Linked DNA regions of Xenopus laevis: region 2 is linked to region 1. A link is a contact called in public Hi-C data. All regions are on one chromosome and are shown on one strand. The core of a region is the stretch at or near the end of the contact, and the rest is flanking DNA. Distances in the headings are between cores, read along the strand shown. Region 1 has its middle 19 kb from the start of chfr.L. Region 2 overlaps LOC108716118 (autism susceptibility gene 2 protein).

Region 1 (7,603 bases), core at 1,491-3,990:
GTCAGATGACCCCATTAAACGTGTCAACGTACCCCCTTTTGTAAAATAGTAGGATATTAAAGGTTGCAGAGTTCCATGACCAAATAAAGGCATAAGGCCAAAGGCCTAGTGTTTTTACAGTTCAGAAAACTCAGAGACATTATTGCCTATATAAATTATGAGGATATTAGAAGTGAACTCAGAGTTTCATGACCTGTATAAAAGCGCAAAGCCTATTTTACAATAAGGGGTACATTAGTCTCCGTACATAATATCCTGGGGAACTGTGCCAGAATGTTACAGAATGTCATTGAGTACATATTACACCCTTAATAAATCAGCCCCATCCTCTCCAGGAGAGTCACAAAAATAAAACACATGATTACTTAGAATTACTATTCTCTCTCTCTCTGCTTCCAAAATACCCCATAGGTGTACATAAACAAATCTCCTTCAGTGAAAGTGGTCTTAAAGGGATACTGTCATGGGAAAAAACATTTTTTTCAAAATGAATCAGTTAATAGTGCTGCTCCAGAAGGTAACCAGATAACAGCTCCCTAACACAAGATAGCAGCTGCCTGGTAGATCTAAGAACAACACTCAATAGTAAAAACCCATGTCCCACTGAGACACATTCAGTTACATTGAGAAGAAAAAACAGCAGCCTGCCAGAAAGCATTTCTCCCCTAAAGTGCAGGCACAAGTCACATGACCAGGGGCAGCTGGGAAATTCAGATTTCAAAACTGAATATAAAAAAATCTGTTTGCTCTTTTGAGAAATGAATTTCAGTGCAGAATTCTGCTGGAGCAGCACTATTAACTGATGCATGTTAACTGACATGTTTTCCGATGACAGGATCCCTTTAACATTTCCACAAAACTATGATGGAAAAAAAAAGTTACAGTTACCCCGGTGGTCTAGTGGCCGTCGGGGACACCCGCCGCTGGTTCCTCTTCCTTTGGTGTCGGTTTCCTCTATGGCACACTTCTGGGTTTTACGCACCGGCGTGATGACGTCATTGCGCTTTGGTGCGAAATTTAAAGGGACTTTTGATTTGAATGAGTTGCCTGTTGTTAGGTCTAATGTGTTTAGTTCCTGGGTGATTATTCTGCGTGAATCTTATTGTGTATCCTGGTTTTGACCCTTGCCTGACTATTCTGAACTCTCCAATCCTCATCCTTGCCTGTCTGACTATCCTGAGAACTCTACCTGTACCGACCCGGGCCTGTCTGTTCCAGTTGATCCTTCTGAGTTGTGTTGCCTTCTGTCCTAAATCCTTGGTAAACAATCATGCCCCTTTGCTCGTCCAGAACTCCGATTACCCGAGGGCTCTTCACAAAGTGAAATGCAGCTGCTACAGGCGGAAACAGATCTGAGACCAGGGAGCCTAGATATTGTTCTGGATTTAGGGTGCTGATTGTGATAGTTACATAGTTAAATTGGGTTGAAAAAAGACAAAGTCCATCAAGTTCAACCCCTCCAGTTGAACTTGCATTGAAAATAATCTACTGGGGCAATCAATAATTATCCAGTCAGCCAATACTAAGGGCCAAGAAACAGATAATTATCTGTGCTGGGAGTGAAAACACTCATCTGTTTTCTTCTGCCCCCCAACATTGGTGTGCACTAACAGGCACAGCATCTACCTGGATGGGGCGAATTGTGGCATGAAACCCCATCTGTGCACTAACACTAATGCTGTGCCTGCCTGGGCACATGTTGTGACGGGTGTATCTGCCCCATTTCACTTTTGCTGAAAATTCACTGAAATGCATTGGTCTATGGGTGACAAACATTTTCTTGGCACGCAACAATTTTTTTCACTTATTGGAATCAATGGGCGTAATTATTGCGGTAAAACTTGGCTCATCACTAAAGATCAGTGTTTTTTCCTCATTCAATGTCTCCCCTGTGTAGATACGTTGATGGTAAACATGGTATAACATTTGATAACCACATTTGATTTGCCATATTGGAAAACTCAAATTCCTCTTTCAAAGTCTATGAGTAATGCTAGCATTCTATAGATACTCTTGTAATCAAGATTCCTAGTACAAACCTATGTAATACCCACACATTCAGAATTGTTGCCATTATTGACAGGTGCTTTGTTATTTTGTATTTGCCAATCCATTTGCTTTCTCAGGCTTTATCCTTACGTACAAATCCAGTTTTGCTATCAGTGAGGGACAGAATCCTTTCTTTCAGTAGATAAGTTTAAAAAGATAAGCCATACTATCTACAATGCTCTTTTATAGCCTGTTATGTTGTAGTTTGCAGTTCTAATATCAAAGTCTACTGAGTAGATATGTGGGGAGCAGATAGAGAGCATATAAAACAGATAAACACTTTTTCTCAGTAGATTACGCTTACGCTACAAAGTGCCACCGCGCCTTTTAATGACGGGGGTCACACTCCTGTTGACAAACCATTGGTATTATTAGTGCCTGTCACTTGGTGACTGCTTTATCTTTGCAATAAGGGCTCAAAGCTCTTAAACTTTGACATTCACATTTTTAGATAAGATATTGACCAAGTCTTAAGTACCAGTTTCTTCACTTCTGCTAAGATAAGAACCCAAAAGCAACTGATGTAGTACATATTTACCAGAGTTATTGGAAAACGTCAATATGTGTAAAAGAGCAGGGCAGAAAGGGCATTTTCCCCAGGTCCCACCTCAGATAGGGTTACCACCTATGCTGTCTTCTAATAGCGGCCAGGGTGGGAGTGTGGGGGGCTGCTCAATGATAGCAGGGGCGGGGTTGTGACAACACCGGCGACATCAGGCAAACATAGTGAGTACTGTGGGGCAGAGGGGGTGGGTGTGTACTGCTACTAAAAAATGGCTCTCTCTTTAAACAAAACAGGGATTGTTTGTCCATATATTGCAATATATTTAAGCTGACCAACTACGTCAAAGTCATCCCATATCTGGCCAGTCCTATGCTCAATTTTATCTGATTCATTAAGAATTCTATTGCTTCATTATACATTTTACAAAGGGACTAAGTTTTACCTGCAACTTACTAGCTGCTTTCAAAGTAAACCTCCATACTTGGCTGCCCTTTTATTAGACACCAGTGGGATCACCTGACTATAGCTGGGAAGGGTGGGAGCTTCAACATGGAGCTGGTCACTGCTCCTGTATAACTATAACAAACAAGGGAAAGCTCCATGTTGTAGCCCCCACCCTATATCTACACCTCCCCTGTCCGCACACATGCTATCTCGATGTTAATTGTTGCTGGGTGCTGTGCTGTGGTTGAAACACCCACAAAACAAACGGTAGCACGCACTCCGGATATCTTTTTCTACAATCATTTAAGTACAAATGATACATTTGGTTTACATCAACGTTTCGGTTGTGGTCTGCAACCTTTCTCAAGATGCAGATTTTAAATGTATGTACTTTATTGATATTGTATTCATTTGGAGACATATCTTGCACAACCGAAACGTTGATGTAAACCAAATGTATCATCATCATATCCGGAGTGTGTGCAATCTTTTGCTTTTTTGTATATATAAATATATATATCTATATATATATACATATACACAGTATATCTATATATATATATCTATATGTGATGTGTGGGCCGGGACCTGCGATAATAGTATCCATTCCCCACCGTAAAGTCTCCCTCAATAATAGTATCCACTCCCCATTGTAACCTGAATTTGGTGCATCCCTTCTTATTTGAGATTTGTCATTCATTTAAGTCAGGTGTAACGTTTGTGTTTAGCTGGATAGTCTGTGAGGATGTCTAGGGGTGTCACCAAAGTTGTGAGAGAGAAAATCTTTGTACTGTAGGGCCTTTACACACAGCTGGTAACATTTAGGTGTAGCTGCTAATGGCAACTAAATGTCGTGTACAGTATCTCAGTTGGATATGTGACCTTGGCAGAACTAGTTAAAGTGTCAGGATACCCCCTTGGTCAACACGAGTTGAATTAATAGGGCTTGTGCTGAACATACCTTTTGCTTATTGGTTTAATCATGAATAATCTACTGTATGTTGTACCTCACTCAGTTTCCATTTTTGCCCTGTTTATCTTAATAAATAACAAAATACATTTATTGTGATTTAAACAATAGGCAAAAAGTATGTGTATAACAAGGCACATTCATTAACACATATTAAAAAGGGTGTATAATGTCCCTTTAAGTTCCAGAAACAGCAACTATTTAGCTCTCAAGAGACCTTTGTCCCTGAAAATGTATGGACTCCATAGTAGTATAGTGTTAGTATAACAGTGAAGGGACTGAGTTGTAGGCATTGAAAAGAAGGATTTCATTGCAGTGCAAGTATAATGAACACAACTCTCATGTCCTGTATAATGGGCATGAAGTACTATGAGCCATTTCATACCTCCCAAAATTCCAAAAACGGAAAGAGGGACAAAGATTTTATGGCCAAACCCCCTGAACACCACGTCCATTTTACAAAATTTGGCTGGTTATGGAAAGTTTGAACACATTTCTGGGAGTTTTCAGGGCAATGTTTTATGTGTTATTACAGTTTTGCTAATAAAGGTGAATTGCCCTTTAAGCTGCAAGTCTCAGTCCTCCCAAGAGACCTGCTTATCTTAAATAGTTACAATTGTATCTTTATCTTAAATTGTTACAAATGTATCAACGTGCAGTTGCTGACTGTTCTGGGCTCTCTGCCAAGCGCCTCTTATTTCATTCAATTTCGGAAACTTTGTATCTTTTTCTGGCTGTTCAGTGCAGGACATCAAATAGGAAGTCGGGAAATTTCAGTAAAAATCCAGGAGTGCGGGCTGAGCTGTCAAATTCGGGACTGTTCAGTGAAAACCGGTTGGGAGGTGTGCCATTTATAGCAAGTCTAGCCATCAGCTCACGCCTTGGAACACCCAGAACTTTGCAGATGTTGGCAGTTATTGCTCCACGTTGATCAATGTCCTATTCATTGATTTAAACAGGAACCCATTAACTCTCCTGTATGTGAGTGGCCGAGCCAGAAATGACATCTTTTATATATGTGTTTGAGTTTTATGCACTGTGTATGGCTGATGTGTGTTAATGGATATGTACTAAGGCAGTTTTGATGATTATTTCTAGGGAGGAAGGTCACACCCCATGTCTTCCAGGCTTCCTATGTCACTTGCAGCACATTTACTTGCCGCTGCCGATCAAGTGCTCTCTAGGGTGAATACTCTGTCTGGCCAGGTTTTCAAATGAAGCATTGAAGGTAATCTGAGAAACACACAAACATATATGTGTCACTCATTTAGAGACTGACAAATATAGACATGTATTGCTTCGTAAGCAGATAAAGATATCATATCTGTATCATAAATGAGTATCCCGCTTATTGTGCACTTTACTTTGGATCTTGCTATGCTGATTGTAGCCAGTAAACACACAGCATGCTATAAATCAAAATGGAACTGTAGCGTGTATCATGGCACACTTATGCCAGCCACGTAGATTCTATAGGATTCACTGGTTATGTCTAGAGCACCTTAAATACATTCGGGAGCAGCCCTTGCATGTGATCATGTCACAACTTCTCTTTTGTTGCAGCAGTAAGAAGGGGGCAGGTTTTCCCCTGACACAGCTAATTGTGGAATGACTTGTAAATAACTACTGCGCGTGTCTGTTTATATTCTTTGCACTACTCAAAACAATACAGCAAAAATGGGTAAATTGACAGGCCTGGAAGTGAATGGGTTTCAGCTTCTTTGTTTCAATAGTCAATCAGAAAATAGAAAGGGATACATTTCAACTGCAAACTTCAATTATTCTGCATTGGAAAGTTGCTTTGAATTATGTTTTCTATTGTTCTGCACAAAATGTAAAGGGTAAAACTTGTAATAATCTCTAATGTGTAGGCAAATATATTCATCTTGATAGAAGTTACACTATAGTAAATGGTCATCTTGCCAGCAGAATGGGAAAAGTAATGCAAAATGAAGTGAAATGGCTAATCTATGCCTGTATCCAACATGAGCCTAAAACATAAAGCCCGTTTGGAAATTGTACACTTTGGCTATTTGTAACCACACCTGGATGCCATCCTAACAAGACCCCTTAAAGTGACCATACAAGTGCAAATTCAAGTTCTTTAGAGAGTTGGCAGATTATGGGGCCCTCTGACAGGGCAACCTGGCTGATATCTGGGTAGATGTTGATCAGATGGGTTTAATATTCACATTGGATCGAGGACCACATCGGCTTATTGATGCGATCCTTTAGCCTCTCGCACTTTAATATCAGGTTGGCATGTTTGCTGCTCAATGGGGCTACAAAATCTAGTGAAACTAGTGAACATAAACAAAAGTTACATTTTTCTGCACTGGGGCACTTGTAGGGCCACGGCTTAAGAAATTTCCACATATTTATATGTGTGTTAGATGAGCACTTTAGTGCTGAGAGATCAGCGCTGCTTTCTTTATTGCAAGAAATAATGTTTTGGCTGAAACGGCAGTTTTCAATTCACCAAAAAGCCTGGTGAGTCGGTCAATACATTGGTTTTAACATAATTTGCATTTGATGGAAGTTTGTGACTGGTGGTTTATTTCTCTTTGTTGCCTTTGTGAATCAGTGACGCTGGAATGGAAGATACGCGGCTGAAGGGCCCACTTGTGTGTTTTCAATTCAAACGAACAGAGACATTATGAAACACTGAGACAATACACAACGCAGGATCTTGCTTTGTGCAAAAAATGGACCGGAAGCTTCTTATGTTTAGACACTTTTTTTGTTTACCACCATTATATATATATATAAAGATATAATAGATATATTTATATATATTTACTTTTGCGCACTTCTAAGGTTCTACCGCTCTTGCATACAGATTTCAATGAAAACACTGCACAGGTTCAAAGCACAAAAAGAAAAACACAGCGGGAAAAATAATCAGGTCCGTTTGCTGGCCCAGTCGAGGTGGCAGTTAGAAGTTGGAGTAGCCCAGCGCCTTACACAAGGCATGATCTTGCTCCAGTCCTTTTAGTGCCCACACCAAGCAAAACATACGCCCTGCATGAACTGGTGGTTGGGTTAAGGCTCTTCTTTTGCTTTTTCTGGGTTAATTCTCCGCAACATATGCCCTTTTGGAAGGTGGTGGGGGAGGGGGGAGAGACAAAGGGAAACGGGGTGACAGAAAAATGTAGGGAAATATCTGATAACCCTCTTGTGGGACCCGCCTCACACACCGATTGCATAGTAAGATGACGAGGTTTGAGCAGAACTGCCAGTGTGATCCTTGAAATCCGTGTTTTCTGCGTGAAGTTTACAAAGTCTGTGGTGGTTCCGTATTTCATACGAAGCATAGTAAACCTACCAAATTCATATTTACAATCCTGCAAATATCTATGTATTTCTCAAAGAAAGAACAGAAGAAAAATACATTTTAAAATCTGTATATATAATAAAATAAGGCAATAAAAGCAACTGTTTTGTACATTAAACTTATTATTTAATAATAGATCTGTGATCTCTGTTCAAAAAAAAAAAATGGTAGCAAGATTGTTGATCTGAGCTGCAGAATAAAGAGAAATTCATTGAATCCTGATAACCCTTCAGTGCTGGAGGTGCCTGCGTCCCATTGCAGAGCGTAATGTATAAATATGAATTGCAGTGTTCTGTAGATA
Region 2 (7,603 bases), core at 3,751-6,250, 170 kb after region 1:
TCTTCCCATCTCTGATATCCAGACAAAGCACATATGTTACTGGGATGAAGCTTAATAAACCTCAGTTGTAACCAAGAGAGAAGCTGATCCAGGACTGAGCTGACAAGTGAAAGGGTGAAAAACACAACAACAGAAGCGACTGCATGTTAAATACAGTCCTAACAGATTTAGCTTCTGTTTATATATAAGAGGAACCCATAAAGCTAAGCAACTATCCTATATTCCATTGCATAATCCCACAAGTGTTCCCCCACTATTTTTAACTCACAATTGTATTTCTCATTTCCCTTTCTTGGATTCTTTAACTAGCACTGCCACCAATACCCAGCTGGTATAGAGAAGGAGAAGGATGCACAAACACTTCTACAGATAACATATTATATCACCAAACATTGCCAGCCAATGGCATATACAACACCTCATTCCCAAACCAAAAAAAAACCTAATTTTTAAGTAATTTATCACAGAGATATTTAGCTAGGCTGTTGCCAGGGAGTAGGAAGCATCAAGATTGTACAGGTATGGGATCCCTTATACAGACACTAGTTATCCAGAAATACAGAATGGCCATCTCCCATAGACTTTAAAGCTTTGTCTTTTTGTTGATAGTAATAAAACAGTAACATTATATTTGATTATAACTAAGATATAAGCACTCCTTATTGGAGACAAAACAAATGGGTTTAGTCAATGTTCAAATGATTTTTAGTAGACAAAGTATGGTGATCCAAATAAAAGAAAGATCCCTTTCCTGAAAAACCCAATACCCAAGCAGAACAGGTCCCATACCTGCACTACTATAAAACATTAAGGTTTGCTTTGACTGGAACCAGGGTCTCAGCCTAAAAATACCAAAACAGCTCCCAGACATTATTTTACCTTTACAGTCTACATTAAAGGGGTTGTTCGCCTTCCAAACACTTTTTCAGTTGTTTTCAGATTGTTCACCAGAAATAAAGACATTTTTCAACTGCTTTCCATTTTCTACTTTATTTTATTTTATTTTATTACAAAATTTAAGTTTAAAGGAACAGTAACACCAAAAAATGTAAGTGTTTTAAAATAATGACAATATCACGTATTGTTGCCCTGCACTGGTAAAACTGGTGTGTTTACTATAGAAACACAACTATAGTGTATATAAACAAGCTGAAGTTCAGTCATTCAAGCACAGGATACACAGTAGATAACAGATAGGTTCTGATGAATACCAGTGTATGCTACAAAGCTTATCGGTTATCTGCTATGTACCCGGTATCTTTACTCCTTTTTTCAGACTGAATGGCTGCCCCCATGGCTACACAGCAGCTTGTTTATATAAACTATAGTGGAGTTTCTGAAGCAAAAAGCAAACACAAAAGTTTTACCAGTGCAGCGCAACAGTTTACATTTTCATTACATTAAACCACTTTTTGCTATTACTGTTCCTTTAATGTCCCTGTCTCTGGTGTTTCAGTTTGGCAGCTCAGTAATTCAGGTGCAGATTCTGAACTGTTACAATGTTGTAACATTCAGTTGATCCATTTCTCAGCAACATCTGTGGAATATTGGAAGCTATTTATAAATTCTAACAGCTGCCTTTAATGAAACTCAGGGATTCTGCTCTACAGGGACACATATAATGTATCAACTAATGTATCAAATTAGAACAGTTTACAGAGTAGGTGACCCCCTCCCAGAGCTGCTGTAGAAAGACATAAGAAGGTGAGAAATTAAATTTTAAACTTCAATATTAGAAAAACACCAAAAGAAAGTAATTGGAAAAAGTCTCTATTTCAGGTGAACTGGTAATCTAAAAAGAACAGAAAATAGTGTTGGAAGCTGAACAACCAATTTTAAAGGAGAAATAAAGCATAACTAAAGAAGTAGGCAGAAATGTTGTACCTTATGTTTTGTGCTTCTGTACCAGCCCAAGGCAACCACAGCCCTTTAGCAGGAAAGATCTGTGTCTTCAAAGATGCCCCAGTAGCTCCCCATCTTCTTTTCTGCTGATTCACTGCACATGATCTGTGCTGCTGTCACTTATTGAGCTTAGGGACCCACTCACAATATACAGTACACATAGAATAGAAATGTGACAATATAAGGCTGATTAGTAATTAATACAGATAATTACTACATGGCAGCACAGAAACCAGTGCATTTAGCATCAAAATTTAATAATCAGCCTTGTAGCATCATCTTATATTACAGACCAGCCTCATTTTCTGATTGATAATTTGCAACGACCCCTAAGCTTAGCTTCTCAACAGCTGCTCAGAGCCCACTGAGCATGTGAGTGTCACAGACACTTTCCAAGATGGTGACCCCCTGTGACAAGTTTGAAGTCCTGGATCATTGCTGCTATTGAGAAGCTGAAACTTTAGGCCGGTGCAATACGTTCAATATATAAAATATGGCATTTTTAGCCACATTCATTTTTAGGGTTTAGTTCTCCTTAAAGCATTTAGGCAGGTATTGTGAGCATAATTCATCACATTTTCACTGCTCTAGAGTGCAGCGGTGTAACCTTTACATCAATCCAGTTGACTGAGCCAGATTTCAATCATCTGATGTGCTTGCCCACTATCCCCAGCCCAACTCCTCCCTTGCAGCGCACCCAATATCCAGTAAGGCTCTTTGTATTATTTGTGCCATGCAATTTCCATGAACAATGTGGCCCATAACAGTATGTTGCTCTTATAAATTTGCCACCCTTATTCTACACCTTTGTGGCCTTCTCAGAAATGCACATAGATAGAGAACTGCCAACAAGTAAGCTGCCAACTCAGTCTGAAGGGGCCAAGTCAGAAGCTTATATTGGCCCATGTATGGTCAGCTTAAGATGTCTGCACATCTCAGAGTAATTCCCTGCTGTTTTTTTAAAGTAATAAAATAAAGATTAAAATAAAACAATAAAAAATAGTCAAATTATGTTCTCTGGAACAGTTAGAAACAGCTTGCATTTACATGTTAACTAGTTTAAAAAAAAACTATTAATATACAGCTAATTAGGCATATGTTTTCTCCCTTAGTCTTATTCTGGCTGATAAGAAGATACAATGAGGCTTTAGCAAAGACAGATGAAAATGACTATTGTAAACATATAAAACAACGTTAGCACCGCTGCTTTATAACTCCTTTGCATATAAACTGCTACTTATTGAAAGACTGTTCAGCTTTGTCGTAGCATTTTGGATGCAGAACATTTTAACTTATAGAGGACCAAAAGATGAAGAGGAAAGTGTTGTGACAAGTTCAATGTGCAAGCTCAGAATCAATGTTTAACATACTGATATTCTTTTTCCCCACAGTGTGGCACCAATGCACCATAAGTGCAACCAGGCCTTGAAAAAAAATCTATTTTGCCTACTTTTTAATAGTATATGGTAAAACAATAAGCATAACGTTAACATAAGCATAAATTATTTATACTATACTTTATTTCTACTAACTGTATTTGTAAGTCTTTTTATTTTGCCTCTCTCCAACGTTAAAATTAAAACAGATTGATTTTAAGAGGTTAATTTTTACTCATAGGTCTGAAGTTAGGGTCTCCAGGTAGAAAGTGATTACTCACCACAAGAGGGAAGAGGCCCAGGTTCACCGCCCTGAGCCCTCAGCACGGGGAGCGGACAATCCGAAAAGTCTTTGGAGCAGGCACTCAAAGAAGGCAAACTTACACCAGGTAATCAGTTCAACGTGAAAAGAGTTTATTGTGTCCGCAGCCTTACGCGTTTCATGACAGCTCAACTACTTTTTCACCCACATGCTCTTCTGAGATACAACCTTTCATAATGGAGACTATATATCACATGCTACAATATATCAAAACCCCAATATATATATATATATATATATATATATATATATATATATATATATATATATATATATATATATATATATATATATATATATATATATATATATATATATATATATAAACACAAAACCTCCAATATTACTAGGAACCAATTTCTAAAAACAAAAAAAAGTAGAAGGGGCATGTAAAGCTGGCTGAGATTAGGCAATTACTATGGGATTCAATAAAAAGGTATTTCCACTTGACCAAAAGAGCAACAGAACGACCAGTGTGCCTTTGCCCTTAGGTCTAATTTCTGCCTAGTCTATTTATTTCTAATGAGTTTATACCATGTATGTGCCTTTTGCATAGCCCTATGCATGCACCTCAGTTTTTGTATACAGGTATGTATATTCCATCTTGTCTTGGATAAAGACTCGATGCAAGTGGGCCAGGCCCTGCGTGTTTATTACAGAGTACCATTTCGGGGGTACTCCCCTTCGACAGACCGTTTGGTTTGGTTTGGTCTGGTCTGACGAAGGGGCGTGCCCCCGAAATGTTACTCTAACATTTCGGCTGCATCTGTTTAGATACAGAAGGAAATTAGCAACTCAAAACCCTCAGGACAGACTTTATTAACAGGGGCTGAGTCATCGAGTCCTGAGTGCCGGTAATTTTCTGGCCGCTTGCATTGAGTCCTGAGTGTCGGTAATTTTCTTCTTTATCCAAGTCTATTTGAGGGTGCCGACCCTTTTTTGCTGGGCACCGGAACAATATCCTTTGAGAGGCCAGGGTGTGCTGGTGGTTTTTGGATATTCCATCTTGTCTGCCAATTCATCTGCATTCACATCCACCATAGTTGCTTTGAAAAAATATACTGGATTTGCTGGTATAATCACCTTAACAAAGGTATCACCTTTACACCACTTTTGTTATATTTCTTATCAAATGCATTACCCTATTACCCTTATTGATACTAGCATGAGACATAGGAGCATGTGACGAGGGAAGAGGAACAATATTTATATTTTAACATGTCTATGCATACTAAATAAGAATGTTTACAATGTTTTCTATATATATATATATATATATATATATATATATATATATATATATATATATATATATATATATATAAATATATTCACAGAGGGGTTAAAAGGCAAGAAACCTGTGTGTGCATAAAGCACTCAGCTTGGCTGTGAGACTCCCTCCTATCCCAGCATGCAATACCCGGCCTCTGATTACTTAGTCCCTTGCAGTAGGCTGCAGTAATTAAGCCTTGCCCTGGGTCCCGGGGGAGATGCACAGAAGGTTAGTGATCCTTAGACATGACACTCTGTTATTTATAGATGATTAAGGCTTATTTATCTCTGTGTAAATGTTGCCAGAGATAGGACAGATCTTACTGCACATCTGCTGCTGATTAGAACTTACCAGCTGCGAGTCACAGGCTCTTCTGCAGGAGCTCTAACTCTTAACCCTTCCACTTTCAGCACAGTGCACCAGGGAAAGGCTTCAGCTAGCCGGATGCATTGCGGTTGAATCCAGTTGCCACGCCAGATAATAGATGTACGATGATTGCATACAGTATTATAATTGTTTTCATTATCGTATAGCACTGAGATAGTGTGCGTAGATAAACAGAGAGAAATATTTAACCATTCACATAAGCCGTACCACTGCAAAGCTTACTCCAGGCCTACAAACATTCACACAAAAGGGTCAATACCATCATTAAGCTTATTAAACTGACAATAGGTTTTTGAATTATGAGAGGAAACTGGAGCACCCACATAAAACCCATGCAGAGACAGAACATACAACCTATATATGAAAAAAAAAACCTGCTCTGGATGCTCGGGACCTGGCGGTTTCCGGATAATGTAATTTGGATCTTCATGCCCTAAAGCTGGCCATAGATGTTGAGATTTTTAAAAGATCCCATCCTCATCGTGAGACCACGATTTTCTCGGAACGATCGTACGAATTGATCATTAACTAAAAAGACCAATTTGCCAGAAAAACAAAGGGGAGCTGCCTGCTTGGCCCTGCAAACATATATAGATTGCATTGGGACCGACAAAGTTTTTTTGACCTGGCTGATCAATTTTCAGATAGATGTCGGCCGAAAAATTGTAAGATGTACGATCGTTCGAATCCCACTAACCGCACGATAATTTCGAAGGATTGGTCGGACTTCCCTAAAATCGGTCATTCGGCAAGAAGAATCGTTGCGTCTATGGGGAGCTTAAGTCTACTAGAAAATCATGTAAACATTAAATAAGCCCAATAGGCTGGTTTTGCTTCCAATTAGGATTAATTATATCTTAGTTGGGATCAAATACAATGTACCGTTTTATTCTTACATTAATCATTTTATTATTTTTATTAAAAATTTGGATTATCTGGATAAAATGGGAGTCTATGGGAGATGGCCTTTCCATAATTTGGAGCATTCCAGGTAACGGGTTTCACGGTAAAGGAATCCTATACCTGTATAGCAAATCTACCAATGGTCTCACTCCACCGTTACTGCCCTACCCCAATGCTATTTTTGCATAAGGCTAAACTGACTTATCTTTCTGCCATCATTTATTGGCATGGAAAATAACCCCTCCAATGAGTGATCTGCCTGATTAAATCTTAGCTATAAAAAAATCATTCATCGGGCCTCTGGAATTCTTGTAAAACAAGAACAAACCTCTCCATACACAAACTCAAATGAATGGGCCGTTAGTCTGATATTCCTAGTGTTTACAACAACAAAAAGGAATGGCATAACTGTATTAATCTCCAAGTTTGGATATTCAAATGTATCCAAATGTGAGACTAAATAAATTATTTCATAATTATGCACAAAAAAAAACATTTTACATTACACCACAAAACTGTATGTGGAAAAGATTATATAGGTATTAGAGACACCTTAAACAACCTAGCTGGGAACTGTGTCCCTGTGTGCTGCCAACTATTTCATAAGCCCTTTATCTGCACAATGTTATCAAGTGCTTATCAAACTCCACGGCTTATCTAAACTAAACAATCACTGAAACAGCAGCAGATAAGGCCTTCTGACAAGGTAGTTTCAGCAATTAAAGTTAAAAACCCATGCCAACCCAAGAGAAACTTCCTTGCTATCCTACCACTCAGTAAGCATTTTACTAAGGGTTTTTTTTAACCTATAAGTCTGGAAGAAATAAAGCTACAGACTTTTAAGGTGGCCATAGATGCAAAGATCCGCTCGTTTGGCGATGTTGCCAAATGAGCGGATCTTTTCCGATATGCCATTAACAGGCATGGCTATATCGGGGGTAATCTGATTGTTCGGCCGTATGGCCGAACGATCAGATTACGATGTGCCATGAGCTCCGGCGGGACCGGTCGGGTCAAAATCAAACCTGACCGATCGACCAAACGACCGATCTCCGCCGGGCGAAAGATGACGGCACACGCCACACACGATCCGAAAATTGTACGAATCCTCGATTCGTACGATCCGATCTGTGTGTCTATGGCCACCTTTAGGGTCTGGCCACACAAACAGATTCTTCGGGACAACAATCTCCTGAACTGCCTTCCCCCTGCCGGCTCAAATGAAAATCGCCTGGGGGAAGGCACGTGTGGTGCTTTGTTTTCCAAAGTCGCCCGAAGATGCCTCACGAGGAAACTTCGGAAAACGAAGTGCCGCGTGGGCCTTCCCCCAGGCGTTTTTCATTTTAGCCGGCGGAGCGCAGGGGGAAGGTGGTTCGGGAAGATTGTTGCCCCGAAGAGGAGGAGATTTGTCGCTGAGGCGACTAATCTCCCTGAGGCGAC

The links. Hi-C and Micro-C count contacts between places; a contact is called where the count stands out from the background.
Region 2: a Hi-C map of the XTC cell line shows a contact between it and region 1, with 3 times the contacts expected there. The contact joins two enhancer-like sites. A contact is called at or near these places in 2 of 4 Hi-C or Micro-C datasets (the XL177 cell line and the XTC cell line).

The regions. Positions count from the first base shown.
Region 1 is chr1L:168,967,016-168,974,618 of Xenopus_laevis_v10.1, forward strand. No RefSeq gene overlaps it. Among protein-coding and RNA genes, the nearest start is that of chfr.L, 19 kb to the left of the region's middle. Within about 2 kb of position 2,741, at least 1 of the 7 cell types and tissues checked has an H3K27ac peak or open chromatin away from gene starts, as enhancers often do.
Region 2 is chr1L:169,136,606-169,144,208 of Xenopus_laevis_v10.1, forward strand. The region is part of intron 3 of LOC108716118 (autism susceptibility gene 2 protein); the gene reads right to left. Among protein-coding and RNA genes, the nearest start is that of LOC108716118, 150 kb to the right of the region's middle. Within about 2 kb of position 5,001, at least 1 of the 7 cell types and tissues checked has an H3K27ac peak or open chromatin away from gene starts, as enhancers often do.